2 separate regions of the Mus musculus genome follow, and region 2 is linked to region 1. Evidence: chromatin contacts called from public promoter capture Hi-C data. All regions are on one chromosome and are shown on one strand. Each heading gives the region's core, a stretch centred on a gene start, on an enhancer-like site or on the middle of the called end of the contact. The rest is flanking DNA. Distances are from core to core; before and after follow the strand shown. Region 1 overlaps Plppr1 (phospholipid phosphatase related 1). Region 2 holds the start of Baat (bile acid-Coenzyme A: amino acid N-acyltransferase).

Region 1 (4,066 bases), core at 494-2,993:
GCACGCTTCCAACTCCCTTCTGACAGTTTAACTTAAAGTTCAATTTAAGGGAGATTAAGGGATTTCCTTGAGGTTTTTCACTCACCCCATGTCAGAGCCTGGCCTTGGAAATATGTATTTGTTGCCCATTGTTTTAGAGTTCCAATTATTGGGATGAAACATCATGACCGAAAGCATTGTGTGTGTGTGTGTGTGTGTGTGTGTGTGTGTGTGTGTGTTATTTAGCTTGTATTTCTGTATCACAGTTCATTAGTAGAAGCAGTCAGAGCAAGAACTGAAAGGGAGCAGGATCCTAAAGGCAGGAACTGGTGCAGAGATCATGGAGGAGTGGTACTCCAGGCCTGCTCCTCCTGGCTTGCTCAGCCTGTTTTCTTATAGAACCCAGGACCACCTGTTCAGGGCGGTGCCACCCGTAAGCAACTGGGTCCTCCCACATCAATTACTGATTCAGAAATGCTCTGCAGCCTGAGGTTTTTCCTCAACTGAGGTTTCCTTTTCTCTGATGACCAGTTTGTGTCAGGTTGACAGAAAAACTAGCCTGCACCACCCACCCCCACTCCTCTTTGGTATGACTGTGTATCATCCTATCTGAATTTGGATTCTAGATGATACTAACTTCTGGCCACAGGGCCACATTTGGGTTTTTAATGACTTCAAAGGAATATTCAAAGGCTCGTGATTCTATAGGATCTCCTTTTATATTCTTTGGAAATGTTTGAGGGGCTTGAAAGGCATCTAAGAGCCACAGTGAAATAGCGAGGATTATTTAGAACTCAGCATTAAGTGATTACCCTCATAGAGTGACTCACTATTCTTGTTGTTATTATTGTCACTCCTGGCTGAACGTAAAAAAGTTCTATGAGTAGAAAAAAGCAAGAGATCTTCTCATTAAGACAGGATATTGCTAAGTGTATATTCAAGCTATACGGCAAGAAGCATGACACACATAAGCCATATGGTCTATGCACACATTTCACCAGCAGGTTGTAAGCAACGGTTGCTAAAAGGGGCTATTATACAATATGGTTTTTTTGTGTCTCTCACATCTATGGATTTTTTTTTTACTCTCAATTCCTTGTCCTTTCATATTCCCCAATAGGGGAAAACACATATCTTTTCATCTCAACTGGCAATTTGCACTTCCGAATGTAAAATTTTCAAAAGCATTTATGTGCCCACATCTGTTGCATTCATCACCATAACCCCAGTGTTTGGCCCCTGGTAGGAACTCAATAAATAATTGTGTAATTTAAATCAGGTTCCATTTCCACAATGATCACAGCTGCCCTCTTAGGCTAAATTTATGCAAGTTGATGAAGCTATGTGTGAACACAGATAGATGTAAATGTAAGGCTGTTCTCTCCCATACATTATCCCCCAGGAGTGAGCAGGCCTCTTGGTTGTATGAGGCTTTGCTGTGGAAATGGTGGAAATGAAAGTCTTTCCTGCATTGCCAATTGGGCAGAATGTACAGAGTCTAGCATCGGCAGGCAGGCAGGCTCCTGGGTACAATGCTACAGGTACCTGGAGAGCCATCCCTAGCAACTGCTGGGCTCAGCCTAGTTGGGAAATATAATGAACTGAAAGAGTTGGCAACATAAAAGGAGACCTTCTTCACCACCTCTAAGAAGTACTGAGTAGTTAATCAAGGCAGATCATTTAAAACAACCCTCAGGTCCCTCCTGTGTTTATCAGCTTCCCCCTGCTGTGCTTTTCAATGAGAGCAGGAAAAAGAGTAACCCCTTGCTGGCCATTCCAGTCCTCATTAAATTGAGGCCAGCACAGTCAAGTACCAGGTACTTAGTCAGACATAGGCAGACGCTCAAAGACTCCATCCTGGAACCAGGTCAAGTTCACACTCCAGTTCCCACTGCTTCTTACATCCAGATCAACCTTTTTCACCCTTAGGCTGAGCCAACTCCTCACCTTCCTGCTTCCTGATGGGATTCTAGAAAGATACTGAAGGGAAAAGCAGAGTGGGGCCTTGCTCTGGTATCCCCACTCCTACCTCCCTCTCCACAGGGTCACCTGCATCAATCATAGTCCCTGCCCACAGGTTTTCTGTCAGTAAGGCTCTCCACACAGCACTGTCTATTGACCACTGAATTTCAGACCTCCGTCCTCTAGTTACATCCAGGCATACTCTATGTAGGGTTGTTATCCTGCCTGATCCACCATTTTCTGTATGAGATGTGGCAGGTTAATATTTAACTTCTCTGCTTACTTATGCTGGGAATGGCACCAGTTCCCAAGTCACATGGGTGTCGTGAGAACAAAATAACACATTTATAGCAGTTAGAACAGGGCTCAATGAAATATTAATTACTGTTATTACAGAAGCTCAGCTTGGCAAGATTCCTGGTTTTAGCCTCAGATTTGACCTTAATCTCCCATTCCCACTCTTTTATAACAAAGGAAAATAACTGTGCAGATACTTTTTTTTTAATGTCATCTCTTATTTATCTTTAACATATTACGTGAAACAAGTTAATCTATTTTTTTTTCAGGATCCTATAAGAAATTAAACTGCTAACATGGTCTTGTCCAACCCAAAGCCACAGGGAGGTCAGGTTCAAAGCCTGAAGTAAGGTCAGTCAGGGCCTCCTGAATTTTAATCTAGAGAAGTCCCCTTGGTGTCCATCTCGGGGGTGACAGCACTGATGGATTGGCAGTCACTACCAGAACATTGTGTTCAAAAATAGTGATGAAAGAGGAGTGCTGTGATTGATTACCAAGGTCTGCCAAGGGCACATAGGTTGAAATGATGACATCAGTGCCCTTGTTCTTTGTTTACTGGTCCACTCTACCTTCCCAAAGAATTAGACGAGTAATTCTTCAGCAGATATTGATAAAGCAACTTCTCTTTGTAAGCATCACAGGAGAAGGTGGAACACACATTGGGCCTTTGGACCTACTCTATCTTTGTCTCTGGTAGTTTATAATCTAGGCAGAAAGTCAAAGAAGAGAGTGACGCCCCTATTAACTCAATAGTAATTGAAAAGTGGAAAAGTTTACTGTCCCTGTTATTCACTGGTACTTTAGTAAGCACTGGAGAGTTGAAAAGAACATAACTGCACTGATATAAGGAGTCTATGAAGCAAGGGTAAGATAGCACATAGAACAAGAGGAGTTTCTACAAGTTCTGTGGGAGGGAGCTGAGTCCAAGCTCAGTTTCAGAATGGCGTGTCAGATACGCCCTGCAGGAGAGGATTGTCTGAGTGCTCAGAAAGGTGCTGACAACACAGTTCTTAATACACACCTTTCCAGTGTAGAGTCAGACATATGGTCTCTCCCTTCCCGCTATCACAAGTTTTGGGCTCTGAGACCAAACATGTCTGTACTCAGAACTTAAACACTCAATTTAATGTTCAGGGAACTGAATATCAAGTTTGCTTGATGAAATTTATGATGAGAGTGAATACTTTTAAGTCAAGATTTCTGACCCATTGAGTCCCAATAATTACCCAATAATTAGTGTCCAATTCAGTTATAGATTATACACCCTGCTACAAGTAGCTTCCTTATTCAGGTAGGTATTGGGATAGCTAATCTTGGTTGTCAATTAGACCATATCTTGAATCAACTAAACTCATACCGCTGGGAACTCCTGTGAGGGAGTCTCATGACTGGATCATTTGAAGTAAGAAAAAACCTCCCTAAATCTGGGCACACCTTCTGGTGGCAGCTTGCATAAAACAGCATGGCAAAAGGAAGCTTTTGCTTTTTGCCTGTTTGCCCCCATTTCTCTGGAAGGTTCAGCTATCCTGCTGCTAAGGCATTTCTCTGCTGGTGTTAAAACCTACTTCTTCAGGATTGCAAAGTAAAGTGAAGGCCAGCAGCGCTGGGAATCCTTCAGGCCTCCAGCACTAACTTGGCCCTGACTCAATTCTTGGTCTTTCTGTCAAGAGACAGACAGACATTCTACCCAAGTCGGAGCCTGTGAGTCAGTTAGATAAATCACTGAGTGTGTGTGTGTGTGTGTGTGTGTGTGTGTGTGTGTGTGTGTGTGTGGTGTGTGTGTTATGAGAGATGATAGATAGATAGATAGATAGATAGATAGATAGAT
Region 2 (4,066 bases), core at 543-3,042, 360 kb before region 1:
TGTATATCTTTCTATATTTATTTATTATTTATGTGAGTCTCATCTGGTCATTAGTATATGCTAGAATCCTGAAGAAGTATGTCCTAATACCAGTGAAGGAATGGATGTGCTAACAAGGCAAGGGCAAATAGGCAAAGAGCAAAGGCTTCCTTTTTCGATGTCCTTATGTAAACTTCCAGCAGCAGGTATAGCCTAGATTAAAGGTGTGTATTCGTTCCTCAAGAGCCAGGTCAAATGTGTGTGTCTTCCTGCCTCAAAGGTCTGGACTAGAACTTCAAAAGAAGGAGGAGGAGGAGGAGGAGGAGGAGGAGGAGGAGGAGGAGGAGGAGGAGAAGAAGAAGAAGAGGAGGAGGAGGAAGGGAAGGAGGAGGGGAAGGAGGAGAAGGAGGAGGAAGAGGAGGAGGAGAAGGCGGAGGAGGGGAAGGAGGAGGGAGAGGAGGAGGAGGAGGAGAAAATCTCTCTCAGGTGAGCCCTCCATTTCTCTATTGTAGCTTATTCCAAATATAATCAAGTTAACAAGAATAGCCACCACAAGTATACCTCTTGTCAACTTGGCACACAATCATATTTTCTTAGGTCATGATTAATTTCAAAATGATAACTGTAACCAGATCACAATTAGACCTAAACATAATGTAACTACCCCACACACATTCACAACACATATATTTAACCAGGTCATACTTACCTCTAACATGATATAACTGTCCTTCATACATTCCAGATGTAGTCAAGTTGACAACAAGGAAAAGCCATCATACCTCTCTTCAACAATTCCTCTATTTTTTTCTCATTTTGTTTTTATTTTATGTATGTGGGTGTTTTGCTTGCATGTACATTCATGAACCACCTATGTGCCTCATGCTTCAAAAGTCAGAAAAGAGCATCAGATTATCTGGACCTGGAGTTACGGACAGTTATGAGTCACCGTGTGAGTGCTAGGAATATTCTTCCCCATGGAAGTACTGCCAGTGTTCCTGACCACAGAGCTGTCTCTTCAGCCCCATAATGCAATCAAATATAATTATGTTGAAATTTCCCATCAGGGTATCTGTTTTCCACTCATCGGATTTATTTGCTCCCTTTTTTTCCTACTCCTGCTGTGGCAGACTTTATTCCCAAAAGATTGCAGATGGCAGTACAAATATAAACAGAATAGTGCATGCGTATACATAGCATACCCTCTTCCCTTTCCCTTATTGCTGCTATTTAACTCACTATCAAAAAATCTCTGCTTCCTTCTCCTCATTTGAATTCTAACAGGGCCATATGCCTTCTTCACAAATATAAAATGGCTAAGACTATAGATTTCAGCTGTCTTAACTTTTGCCCTTCCAGCTGTGACGTGAAAAACCCAATCTGGATCATCTAGAAAGACCACAAGGAGGCTCCCATATCCTTGGTGTCCCCAGCTCTGTTCCAGTATTGAGAACAAACATGTGCAGGAGTGAATCCCAGATGATTCTATTCCCTTGCCTTGGAGATTTCCATGTGAAATAACACACACTGTGTCACAGAGACAGCCTCTTTTTTGTTGTTGTTTTACTCTTGTTTTTCTGAGACAGTCTCCCTATGTAGCCCAGGCTGGCTTTAACTTCCCTCCTGCCTCAGTCTCCCTAGTTCTGGGTACACAGGAGCTCTCTGCCACATTCCAGCAAAGGACGTGGTTTCAGAGGACTGTTGCTGTCAAAGACCAGAGTTTGTTAGGGCCTTTCCACACTAGAAGCCCGATGCTTTCATTTTTAGATCTTTATCTCAGGCATTTATTCAAAGTCCAAGTTCCAAGGTCTTAGTCTCTTCTCTGGGTTCAGCCTACTTATATCTGGTTGAGGAGGGAAATACTAAGATATTTTCCTCAGCTCTGACCGAATAGTCTGCATTTTTAAAAACTCTTCCATTATCTACAGTGTTGTCAGAGCCTTGGTTTGAGAGTCTCTGAGAAGTCCTGGGCATCTGTGCTGACCGACAGGGCCTCCTTCTCTAGAGCACACCACGTTCCTGAGGGTTGCTGTAAAACTACTGTAAGTGATTACTACCTCTGCCTTTCCTATGCAGCTTATCCTTTAATGAATTGCTCTGACGCCTGGTAGCTCTCTTATCTATTATCTCTTAGCTCAGCGAACTCTTGATAAGTACATGAAGTTATCATTATCTACCCGCAGAAAATCTTACATCACTTGAAAAACAGTGATATAAGAATCCTATGTTTACCAGATTTTCCTCTATTTGTCATATTTCATAGATAAACCTCATAAAACTTTTATTTTGAACAGGCTATATAGAGTTTTAACTTTTCCTAAGTTCACATATGTATCTATGTAAGTGATTAAATTTTGAAAAGGGCCTTTATATTTACCCAGATAATAAATGTGTTATTGCTCTTCATTTCTTGAAGTAGTATTTACTGAAAATGTATTTTCCCCATTTCCATTCCCCCATGGGACTTTCTTTCTTTCTTTCTTTCTTTCTTTCTTTCTTTCTTTCTTTCTTTCTTTCTTTCTTTCTTTCTCTCTCTCTCTCTCTCTCTCTCTCTCTCTCTCTCTCTCTCTCTCTCTCTTTCTTTCTTTCTTTCTTTGGTTTTTCGAGACCAGGCTGCCTCTGCCTCCCAAGTGCTGGGATTAAAGGCGTGCGCCACCGCGCCTGGCTGGGATTTACTTTCTATAGCCTTCAGGTTTGATGTGTATATTTCATAGGTAAGGAATTGTGAGCATTTTGTTTTATTTACTTGTTTTTCTCTTTCTTTTGAGCACTGTGATTGAGGGGTTATTGTCTCCTGCTTTGTTTAATGTCTTTTTGGTAGGGCCAACTGTCATTTTATGTTTGTTCTTTTCCTCTGCAATGTTTACTTTTCTCTGGCTACATTAAAATTTGCTCTCTGTGTTAAGAGTTTGATTATAATAAGAGCTGGGATTTCTGCTGGGTTTGTCCCCATATTTGTTATACTTCTTGTGACTGTAGCATGGTGGTTTTCAGTGAATTGAGGGGAAATTCAGCCCTAGTATTTTTTTTAAGATTTATTTATTATTATAAATAAGTACACTGTAGCTGTCTTCAGTCATACCAGAAGTGGGCATCAGATCACATTACAGATGGTTGTGAGCCACCATGTGGTTGCTGGGATTCAAACTCAGGACCTTTAGAAGAGCAGTCAGTGCTCTTAACTGCTGAGCCACCTCTCCAGCCCCTCAGGCCCTAGTTTTTAATAAGTATTTCCCCTTTGCTTATCTCTCATATGTCTTTCTAAGGGGCCAATTATTAGAGAATATATTCAGTATATTAAGCCATAAATATTTTCCTGTGTTTCCTGTGTCTCAAGTTCTCTAATCTTTTATCTTGATTTTTCCTCTTCATAGTTTAGCTTGAGCTGTTCTTATGTCTGCTTGGTGCCTTTTATTTGCTGTCTGGTAATTCCAACGTCTGGGCTATTTCTCTTTCTATAATAATGATTCTTTTTTTCTTGGATTCTATAATTTTAAATAACTTTTATGCAACTCAATGAAAAATAAATCCTGCGTGTGTTGTATATAAACAATATCTGAAAGGGGTAGGGCAATGATATTGCTTAGTGGGTAGAAGCACTTGCTGCCTACCTAGCCTAACAAGCTGAGTTCCATGTCTGGGGGCCACAGGATTGAAGGAGAGAGTCAACTCCCATCAACTATCACAGAAACTTTCTCTCTCTCTCTCTCTCTCTCTCTCTCTCTCTCTCTCTCTCTCTCTCTCTCTCTCTCACACACACACACACACACACACACATGTACACGTATACACAAATGCACACAGACCCACATATACACACATCCATACACTCACACACACATATCCATACACATACATACCCCCCCTCACACACACACAATTAATAAACAATTAAAAGAGCTTTGAACATGCTTTGTTGAGACTTGGGGCTAATCAGTGTGACCTGAGCCAAGTGTGAGTTGGGTCTGGGACTGTGACAGACTTATTAAGGTCAGTGCATCACTAACATCACTAATTTTATTAGTGGGGAGAGTAAGTCACCTTTCTCATCAAGAGATGGGCTTCACAGCACTGGTGAGCCCCTTGT

The links. Promoter capture Hi-C pulls out the DNA fragments that hold promoters and counts their contacts.
Region 2: a contact with region 1 is called in a promoter capture Hi-C map of liver, with 5 times the contacts expected there. The contact joins the promoter of Baat here to the enhancer-like site in region 1. A contact is called at or near these places in 5 of 39 promoter capture datasets (embryonic stem cells, liver, pre-B cells and 1 more), 2 of 15 datasets of contacts at CTCF or cohesin (large pre-B cells and pro-B cells), 4 of 484 Hi-C or Micro-C datasets (the AML12 cell line, embryonic stem cells and pro-B cells) and 1 of 115 datasets of contacts at active chromatin or transcription factors (embryonic stem cells).

The regions. Positions count from the first base shown.
Region 1 is chr4:49,147,633-49,151,698 of GRCm38.p6, reverse strand. The region is part of intron 1 of Plppr1 (phospholipid phosphatase related 1); the gene reads right to left. Among named protein-coding and RNA genes, the nearest start is that of Plppr1, 90 kb to the right of the region's middle. Within about 2 kb of position 1,743, at least 6 of the 459 cell types and tissues checked have an H3K27ac peak or open chromatin away from gene starts, as enhancers often do. A contact at or near this core is called in liver, where this site is marked.
Region 2 is chr4:49,504,284-49,508,349 of GRCm38.p6, reverse strand. It overlaps Baat (bile acid-Coenzyme A: amino acid N-acyltransferase), which reads left to right and starts at 1,792. Exons shown (of 4, transcript NM_007519.3): 1 at 1,792-2,021. Gm32894 (a long non-coding RNA gene) reads right to left here. Exons shown (of 3, transcript XR_881264.1): 3 at 3,877-4,066.